Linked DNA regions of Mus musculus: region 2 is linked to region 1. Evidence: chromatin contacts called from public Hi-C data. All regions are on one chromosome and are shown on one strand. Each heading gives the region's core, a stretch centred on a gene start, on an enhancer-like site or on the middle of the called end of the contact. The rest is flanking DNA. Distances are from core to core; before and after follow the strand shown.

Region 1 (4,003 bases), core at 966-3,465:
AGCCAAGTGGGCAGTGGGCAGTGGGCATTTCCTCCACCTGAACTTCACACTCCTCCTCTCTGGGGTAAAGATTCTTGTGTTTGGCCATTGTCTTCCCGGGGAGCAAGATGAGAAAGAGGAGAGTTGCTTCCCAGTATACTTGGTCAAGAGGAAAACTAGTCTGGCTAACAGAATCCAGTGCTATGTATGGGTCTGGCTCCTCTCACAGACATTAGCTCAGTCAGCTTAAATCAATTCCCGAGCTTCCCTCCCTTAACTACAGGAGGCCTCCGCTGAAGGTGGATAATTACTTCACCCAGGATTCTGTTTGTGCAGACACAAAGTTAATGTTGGCCCACAAAACTCTGGGGTAGGATTAAGCATTCCCCCCTTGGAAGCACAAGTCTCTGGAAGACACTCAGAGCACTTCTGACTAAATGCACTGTGAAAGCCTTGGGGGAAACTCAGAGACACCTGAACTGGCCCAGGAAGCGAGAGGCAGGGCCATCTGCCAGATAAATGGTCGAGCTGGGAAAAGAAGCTTGGCTGCTTCTGCCTCAGGGTCTCCTGCCCTTTCTGGCCACAGCAGGATTTCCATACATGACTGGAGTTAACATGCAGAACACTTCAGCTTTGATCCCATCCAAAGGGTTTAACAAGAGAAATTCTAGAATCCTCCATGTGATCTAATTTAGCAAGAGTAAGAGGCAAACGGGCCTGCTGTGCCCACAGCCAAACTCTTCCAACTTTTTACAGATGTAAACAGGACCTTGAACCCTCTCCCTCCCTGTACGCTGATGCTGTTTTTGCCTTGAAGAAGCACAGGACACGATGGAGAAGGCACAAGCAACGTGGTACCCAGAACTACCTTACCCTCAGGATCCCCTCCTCTACATCTGCAGGGGTACTCCAGCACCTCAGCCTGGAATAAGGGGCTGTCCTAGCAAGAGATGCCCCAGCAATAAACAGACCACCCTCAGATCCCTTCCATAGCAACACTTCACTATTGCCACTGTGTGAGACCTAGTTGAAAGTGCTTAGCAAGCAAGTGGAGGAATCTCTCTGGTTAGTTCTGTCAGTGCTGGTAATACAACCCACCATGGAGAAAGATGGTAAAAAGGGGGCCCTCTTGAACTCAAGGCAAGAAGTTGGAAGGTTTCCCTCACTAGGGGGCTCGGCTGGACACCATATACGGAAAAGCACTTAGAAGTCTTCCGGGTTTCCCCTCTCTAAGCCACGTGGAGTAACCCCTCTACTTCCAGAAGCTGTGTGCCTTTGCACAGCTTAGGCATTTCCTAGCCTGCAGTGTGGAGAGGTCAGGAGGGGGCCAACCTCCCAGCAGAGCTGAGGCCCGCTGCAGTGAGGCCTCACCCATTCCTAATTAGCCGCTCAATCCGGGCGCATACAGCTGCTCTCCAGTCACACACCCACCCACTCACCAACACAACAGAACCACTCAAAACTTTAAGGTGCCCCAAGGATCACCTCGTGGCCCGAAATACAGGCTGTGAACTCTGGTGCAGAGACCCTATCCCATGGTGGGCCCTGGGTCTGCAGTAGCATCAGCTCCCCCCCAGGTAGGTCTGATGCAGGTGGCCTCGGGCCACAATGAGAAACTGTCACGCGGACCTGTCTGGATTCCCGTACTCTGGGGTTTAGAGTCGCCCCCCACCCCACCCTCCACTCCACACAGATTCCACCCACGTTCCGTGCCCCCCAACCCAAAGGCAAAGAAAGGGACTAAGGAGCAGGGTCAGGTGGCGCTGCCCCAGCACCAGCCGCAACTCCCTGGCGGCGGCCGGCGCAGGGCAGGGCAGGGCGGGGCGGAGATGGAGGGGTCCCACTCACAGGGAGCTGATGTCGCCAGGCACGATCCTAGGCACCCAAGAGGAGCCCACGCAGATGATGGACTCCTTGGTACAGCTGCAAGTGGCGGGGCAGCGCGCCAACCGCCTCACCTGCGCGCTCGGCGGGATGAGGCACGCGGCGCTCAGCAGCAGCAACCCCAGCGCCCCGCCGCCTCTCCATAGCGCCATGCCGGGTCCCCGGGTCCCCGCCCGGGCTCGGACCCCCGCCGCCGCCGCCGCCCCGCGCCGTGCGCTCGGACCCAGCGCCGCAGCAGACGCGGGTGCCGCTTGCCGATCGGCCGCCAGCGCTGCTGGCGAGGACGCGGGCGCCGCGGGTGTGGGAGGCCGAGCCGCAGCCGAGCAGCATGCTGGCCGCCACCCCCACTCGGCGCCCCCCCACCCGCGCCCGGGCTGCTGGGCGGCCGCCGCACCGCCTCACCCGCGCTGGCCTGACATCAGCACCCGCGCCTGCCGCGGGCCCGGACCAATGAATAATGCACGCGGGGGCCCGCCCCGCGGGGGAGGGGGGGGGAGGAAAAGTTGGATGACCTTGGGGGAGGGGCCAGCCGTGGCTCAGACCCCCTGGGAGCAGGGACCCGCAATCCTTCTGTGGCTGCAAAGGATTTCACAGACAGTGGACTCCTTTCTACGGGGTCAAATCCTGAGCTTCCTTCCCCGCAAAAAATAAATAAATAAATAAATAAATAAATAAATTTTAGAAAGTAGAAACCGTAAGAACTGGAGCCTCTACACCCCCAGAAAAGTAGGAGTGGGGAGCACTGTCTTGACCTGGGAGAAAGGTCTCTATCCCCGAGTGCCCCGAAGAGGCCAGACCTTTGTGCAGACTTCATTTATCTTACAGAGGACCTAAATGACTGTAGCACAGGGACCCGACTGGGCCACCTTGGCTGGCCCACCATGTTTCTGTGGGGTCTGAGTCTCCACTGCACCTCAGCTCACTGAAGCCATCCCTTTTCAGTTGCCCAAGAAAACTAGAATCGCAAAACTGCTACAGCAGGGTATCCCCTGCCTGGCTGTTGGGCCTTGCAAGAACCTAGCCTGCGAAGAAAAGTTTCCTGGCTCAACACGGTAGCTACACACGGTAGCTACGCCCCACCCCCACCCCCTGATTAAATGATGGGGGACACAGATTGTTAGGAGAGACAGAGTTTGTTGCTCTGAGCACTGGGCCTTTCATCTCCTAACCCTTAGCGGATGCTATCCATCTTCAAGAATTTAACTGATGAGAAAACTGAAGCCCAGGAGTCCTGGGTAGCTGTCAGAGTGTGCTGTTAACAGTCAACACCAAAGAGAAAGACTGGAGCCTGAGATGGGGATTTGTAACTGGCCCCAGGGAAACCCTTTTTACTTCTAGAATCTGTCTTAAGGAGCGTTAATGTTATCATAAGGTCGTGTGCTGCTGGGGGCATGGAAGGAAATGCCAAAGCAGAACAAAGCATTATAGATTCCCCTACCCCACCCCTGCAACTGCTCTGAGCTCAGACCTGTCCATCAGGCTACCAACCTGGGCAAACCATTCTGATGTTAGCGTGTGCCTGAAACAAGTACAGCCAGTGCAGAAGAGGAAATTCATCGGTGCTGCCTCTTATTCCTGAATCATTTTAGCACAATTCAACGGGGGAAATATCTGGCTGTCCACTATGGGAAAAGAGAAAAACTCTCCCTATGGGCAGGAAACTTCAGTAGCTGGACAGATAGCCCAATAGAAGGACCTTCCCATAGTTACATGGATATAAGAGACTGGCCAAAGGGTAGAACATGGGATGCTACTATGGCACTTCATGGAAAGAGTAAAACACGGTCTTAGTTACTTTTCCTGTTGCTATGATGAAATATCCTAACAGAAACATCACAAATAAGCAACAGTGGCACTATCTAGCAGAGATATCCAGGGCTCAGCCTCAGCACCAATCAGCAGGTGGGACCAGGAGGGACACCAAAAGAAGTTCTCAGTTGTGCCTCTCTCAGAGAAGCAAAGATCAGCAAAGACAGGAGACCAACAAGCATTGTTCAGCTAGCTCTGCTGGCAAGCCAGCTCAGCCTCCCTCACTGTCTGTTGAGTCCTATCTATAATCCCTCCAACCATCACATGTCCCCCACAGGTCTTGCCTCAGCACATGAGTCTGTCTCAGCTGACATCACTCTGTCATCAGACC
Region 2 (4,003 bases), core at 942-3,441, 70 kb after region 1:
CTCCGTCAGTATTAGGGAACCATTTAAACATCCAGAGCCATTCACTGATTATAAACACAGTGGGAAAAAAAAAAAAAAAACAAAAAGAAAGCAGCAAGTGGCATGTGTCCCCACACCTGCTGCCTCCCTGCGTCAGTCAATTTCATGCCTAGGAAGCTCCGGACTCTGTGGGGATGCTCTATGCGCAGTGTGGTTGGTTATGAGTTCTACTTTATTTCCCTTTTTCTCCCCCGTAGGGACTGGCGCGGAAACCAACTTGGCCCCAAAACCCAGTGGCTGCAAATAGATGGAAATAAACAGAAAATAGACAATGATCATAAATGCACACCAAAAATGCTGATTTCCCAGTGTTAAAAGGTCCATTTGCTTTGCATTAGTAAATAAAAGCGGGCACATTTTCCACTGGGCTTCAACAACAGCAGAAGTCATTGTTCAAAAGGCTTCTGTCCTGTCCCCTTCCCCCCTCCCAGGGTATCCGGTCCCCTAGGAAGAGGTGAGTCTCCAGGCAAGTGGACGGTGATGGCATCGAGTGGGGACAGCAGAAGCTGAAGAACACATAGAAGGATGCAGTTCACAGGAAAGGAAAGGCCAAGGCCAGAAAGGTGTTCTGGGTTTCTGCGCCCTCTCAGGCCCCAGACATGACCCATGAGTAGCCCCAGCCTTCAGGACCAGCCTCTGTTCGAACCTCTCACATAGGCAGCTTTGAAGAGTTCTCTACATCTGGTTTCTTACCTGGGGAATTCCAGGAGGCTCACAGATACCCAAGGATCCTGAATTTTGTCCAGGCAAACTCTTCCAAAGGGAGGTTCTGATTGTGTTTGCTTCTGCTCTTATTCTTCCTCGCTCTGTGCATGTGTAGCTGGTGCATGTAGAAGTCAGAAGACAACTGTTGGGATCATTCCGACCTACCAGTCCACTTCCTTTGACATGGGGGTATCCCACTGCACCGGGGACTCAGCAAGTGGACTATAGTGGCTAGCCAGCAAGCCTCAGGGAGCCTCCTGTCTCTGGCTTCCCAGTGCTGGGTTACAAGCACGTGCTTCCACACTCAGCGTTTCCTGTGGATCCTAGAGACTGAACTCCAGTACTCTGGCTTCCGTCCCATAGGTCAGGTTATGAGCAAGTTGTTTGAAGAGAGTGGAGAATATCATCAGCTTTGGTCTGATCAGAAGCTACAAGCTCCTCTCTCTCTCTCTCTCTCTCTCTCTCTCTCTCTCTCTCTCTCTCTCTCTCGCTCTCTCTCTCTCTCTCCTATCTCTCTATTTGACCAGGAGACATCAGGAAGGGTTCTTTCCGCAGGCCAGCCCACTCCCTCCTCTCATGTTTCCCAGGCATAGCTTTTTGCCTCTCTTCCCCTCTGAACAACTAACTGTTAAGATATAGAGGTTCCACTGCCCGTGAAGCCTGACATAGCGCCATTCACCTTCCACACATTTCAGAACAAAGGTTATCTCTGTAGCTAGGACAACTGCTACCACACAACCCTACAGAGATCCTATTAGAACTGACATTGGAAGTCTACGATTATCCAAGAGCTTGGGGTCCAAGTTCATGGACCTGAACAGAATGGGGTGCAGAATGAATTCAAGTTTAGCCTGGGCAACTTAGCAGACCCTGTCTCAAAATCACAAGAGGGCTGGGGGGGGGGGGATATCTCAGTAATCGAGCATGTATTAAGTGCACACAAGACCTTAGGTTCAGCCTCTGGGGGTGGGGGCCCAGTATTCCCTCACCTGGGGGCCATGTCTGATTGGGTCTGAGCCCCACCCACAAATATCTCCAATGTACTCTGCAACCAGAGGTGTGGTTAGTGAGACCAGTGAAACAAGGTGGAACTTGGTAGGCGTCAATTACACAGGCAGGAAGTGCGGCTGGGCACTTGGAGCAGCAGGCACTAGATGGCTTTCTGGGAGATTTTGAAAGTTTCTATGCTAAAGTTTGGCTTTTTTTTTTTTAAGCCTATTCTTCAGGAACATCTGATAAACTCTCCCCAACTAAGACGTCCTTAACTGATAAGAATAAGCAGTTATCTGTTTCCGGAGGCATCTGTGTTTTTAACAGCACCAAAAGGAAAAAAAAAAAAAAAAGCCTTAAGACAAAGAAGAAAATCCATCGGTAGGAGGCAAGAAGCAGGAGGAAGGGCAGCTCCGAGACCGAGGCTCATCTCCCATAGCTGCAGTCTCGGTTTTTATTGCGATAGATAGGATGTGATAAATACCAAGCCAACACAGCTGCACTGCATAAAGCCCATTTCCGATGCTATTTCATTAAAGATCTTTTCCATTTTTGGTGTGTTGTGTTACCAACCATTCAGTGATAGCTCCTATCAGACCAGGGGCTACATATCCATCCTCCCTCCCCCAGCCACTTCCCACACATAAAATTTCACTGGATGTTTATCTCAGTCCCGGGAGGTCTTGTTATCCTTTCAGATGAGTCAAAAGTTAGCTTTCGGAAGGTCAGGTCGCTTAGTGATCTAGTTTGCTTTCCTGCTGTGGTGATAAAACCCTCTGACCTAAAGCAATCTACGGGAAGAGTTTATTTCATCTTAGGCTTCTAACCACAGTCTGTCATGGAGGACAGAAGGGGCAGGAATTCAAGCAGAAACCACAGAGGAATGGTGGTTGCTAGCTCACTCTCTGCTCACTTTCTAATATAGCCCAGGCCCACCCACCTACAAATGGTGCTACCCACAGTGGCCTGAGCCCCTCACCATCAAGACAGTCCCTCACAGACATGGCCACATGCCAATCTGATGGAGACAACTCTACAGTTAAAGTTCCCTCTTCCCGGGTGACTCGAGGTTGTATCAAGTTGACACTAAAACCCTAAGCGAGCCACTCTGGCACTCCGTGGCAGGTTAAGGGTGAAGGTGTCCTCTCACGTTGTAGTTATTATTTGACCATGACAGAAAGCCTTTGTAGAGATTCTCCGTTTGGATGATCTTGCTCTCATTCGGGGTCTATGGGTCACTTATTAAAAAAATGTGTTAAACCTCAAGTCTTGACACATGTTTGAAAATAGCAATTGGGATTTTAAAATCATAACTCACAAACTGATGCCAGACTAAGGGTTGGGAAATGGCTCATTGAGTAATGTGTTTGCTGTTCAGATCCTCAGAATCCACATAAAAGCTGCGCATGGTAGCACCAAGAGAGGAGACCAGGCGAGGATACCAAGAGCTAGCCGGCCAACCAGTCTAGTCAAAATAGCAAGCTACAGGTTCAGGGACAGGCCCTGTCTCAAACATAACGTGGAGTGTGATAGAGAAAGATAGCCAAAGACGACCTCTGACTTCCACACTTGCACACAAGTGAGTGCACCTGGTAGGAGGTATACACAGCGGGGGGGGATAGTCTTATAGCACAGCCATGTTCAGACACTACCCAATGACTTTGGCTTGACAGGCTATAGCTGCCCTTGAAGGTAAGAAAGAACAAGGGGCGGCCAGATGAGGCTGCTCCTTGCAGCTGGCAGGGAGGGGGCGTGTGAGGTTCCCTTTGCACAAGGAGAGCTGAGCAGGACCTCTGCATCTGCACCTCAAGGAAAGATTCGGGAATGTATTAGAGATGGAACTATTGGAGTTTCAATCAGACATGATGGGATTCACAGCTGCATAAATATTTAATCCCTCTTCAATCTTTCATACAATAAATAGCTGAGTGTCCTGTGGCAGCTGCTGCTTAGGTGCTTGGAATATGAGAGAGCAGTCACGTTTTGGTGGTACTGATGCCTACCCAGGGGCCTAGGGGAAAACACATTTTCACCAACCTGTACACTGCGTGCTGTGTTAGACCTCCACGCCTCAGCATGAGGCATGGCCAATAGGCTAGGACCACCTAGGACGGCTATCACGGAGCACATGCGACACACAGCACAAGCCCTGCCATACTGAATCGTAATCTGCCATTACACAAAGCTCCAGGTGGCTCTCAGGACACCAACAGAGTCCCTTGAAGACAAGGGAGAGAAGACAGCTCTAGCTCTTAAAAGGTCCTGGGAG

What was found. Hi-C and Micro-C count contacts between places; a contact is called where the count stands out from the background.
Region 2: a contact with region 1 is called in a Hi-C map of uterus. The contact joins the enhancer-like site here to the promoter of Lgi2 in region 1. A contact is called at or near these places in 2 of 39 promoter capture datasets (both in liver), 15 of 484 Hi-C or Micro-C datasets (CD8 T cells, Sertoli cells, cerebral cortex and 9 more), 7 of 115 datasets of contacts at active chromatin or transcription factors (PVALB interneurons, SST interneurons, embryonic forebrain and 3 more) and 3 of 9 other capture datasets (adipose tissue, embryonic stem cells and pancreatic islet).

Annotation. Positions count from the first base shown.
Region 1 is chr5:52,564,091-52,568,093 of GRCm38.p6, forward strand. It overlaps Lgi2 (leucine-rich repeat LGI family, member 2), which reads right to left and starts at 2,216. Exons shown (of 8, transcript NM_001310604.1): 1 at 1,828-2,216. The coding sequence starts at 2,015.
Region 2 is chr5:52,634,405-52,638,407 of GRCm38.p6, forward strand. No RefSeq gene overlaps it. Among named protein-coding and RNA genes, the nearest start is that of Gm30178, 13 kb to the left of the region's middle. Within about 2 kb of position 2,192, at least 13 of the 459 cell types and tissues checked have an H3K27ac peak or open chromatin away from gene starts, as enhancers often do. A contact at or near this core is called in PVALB interneurons, SST interneurons and uterus, where this site is marked.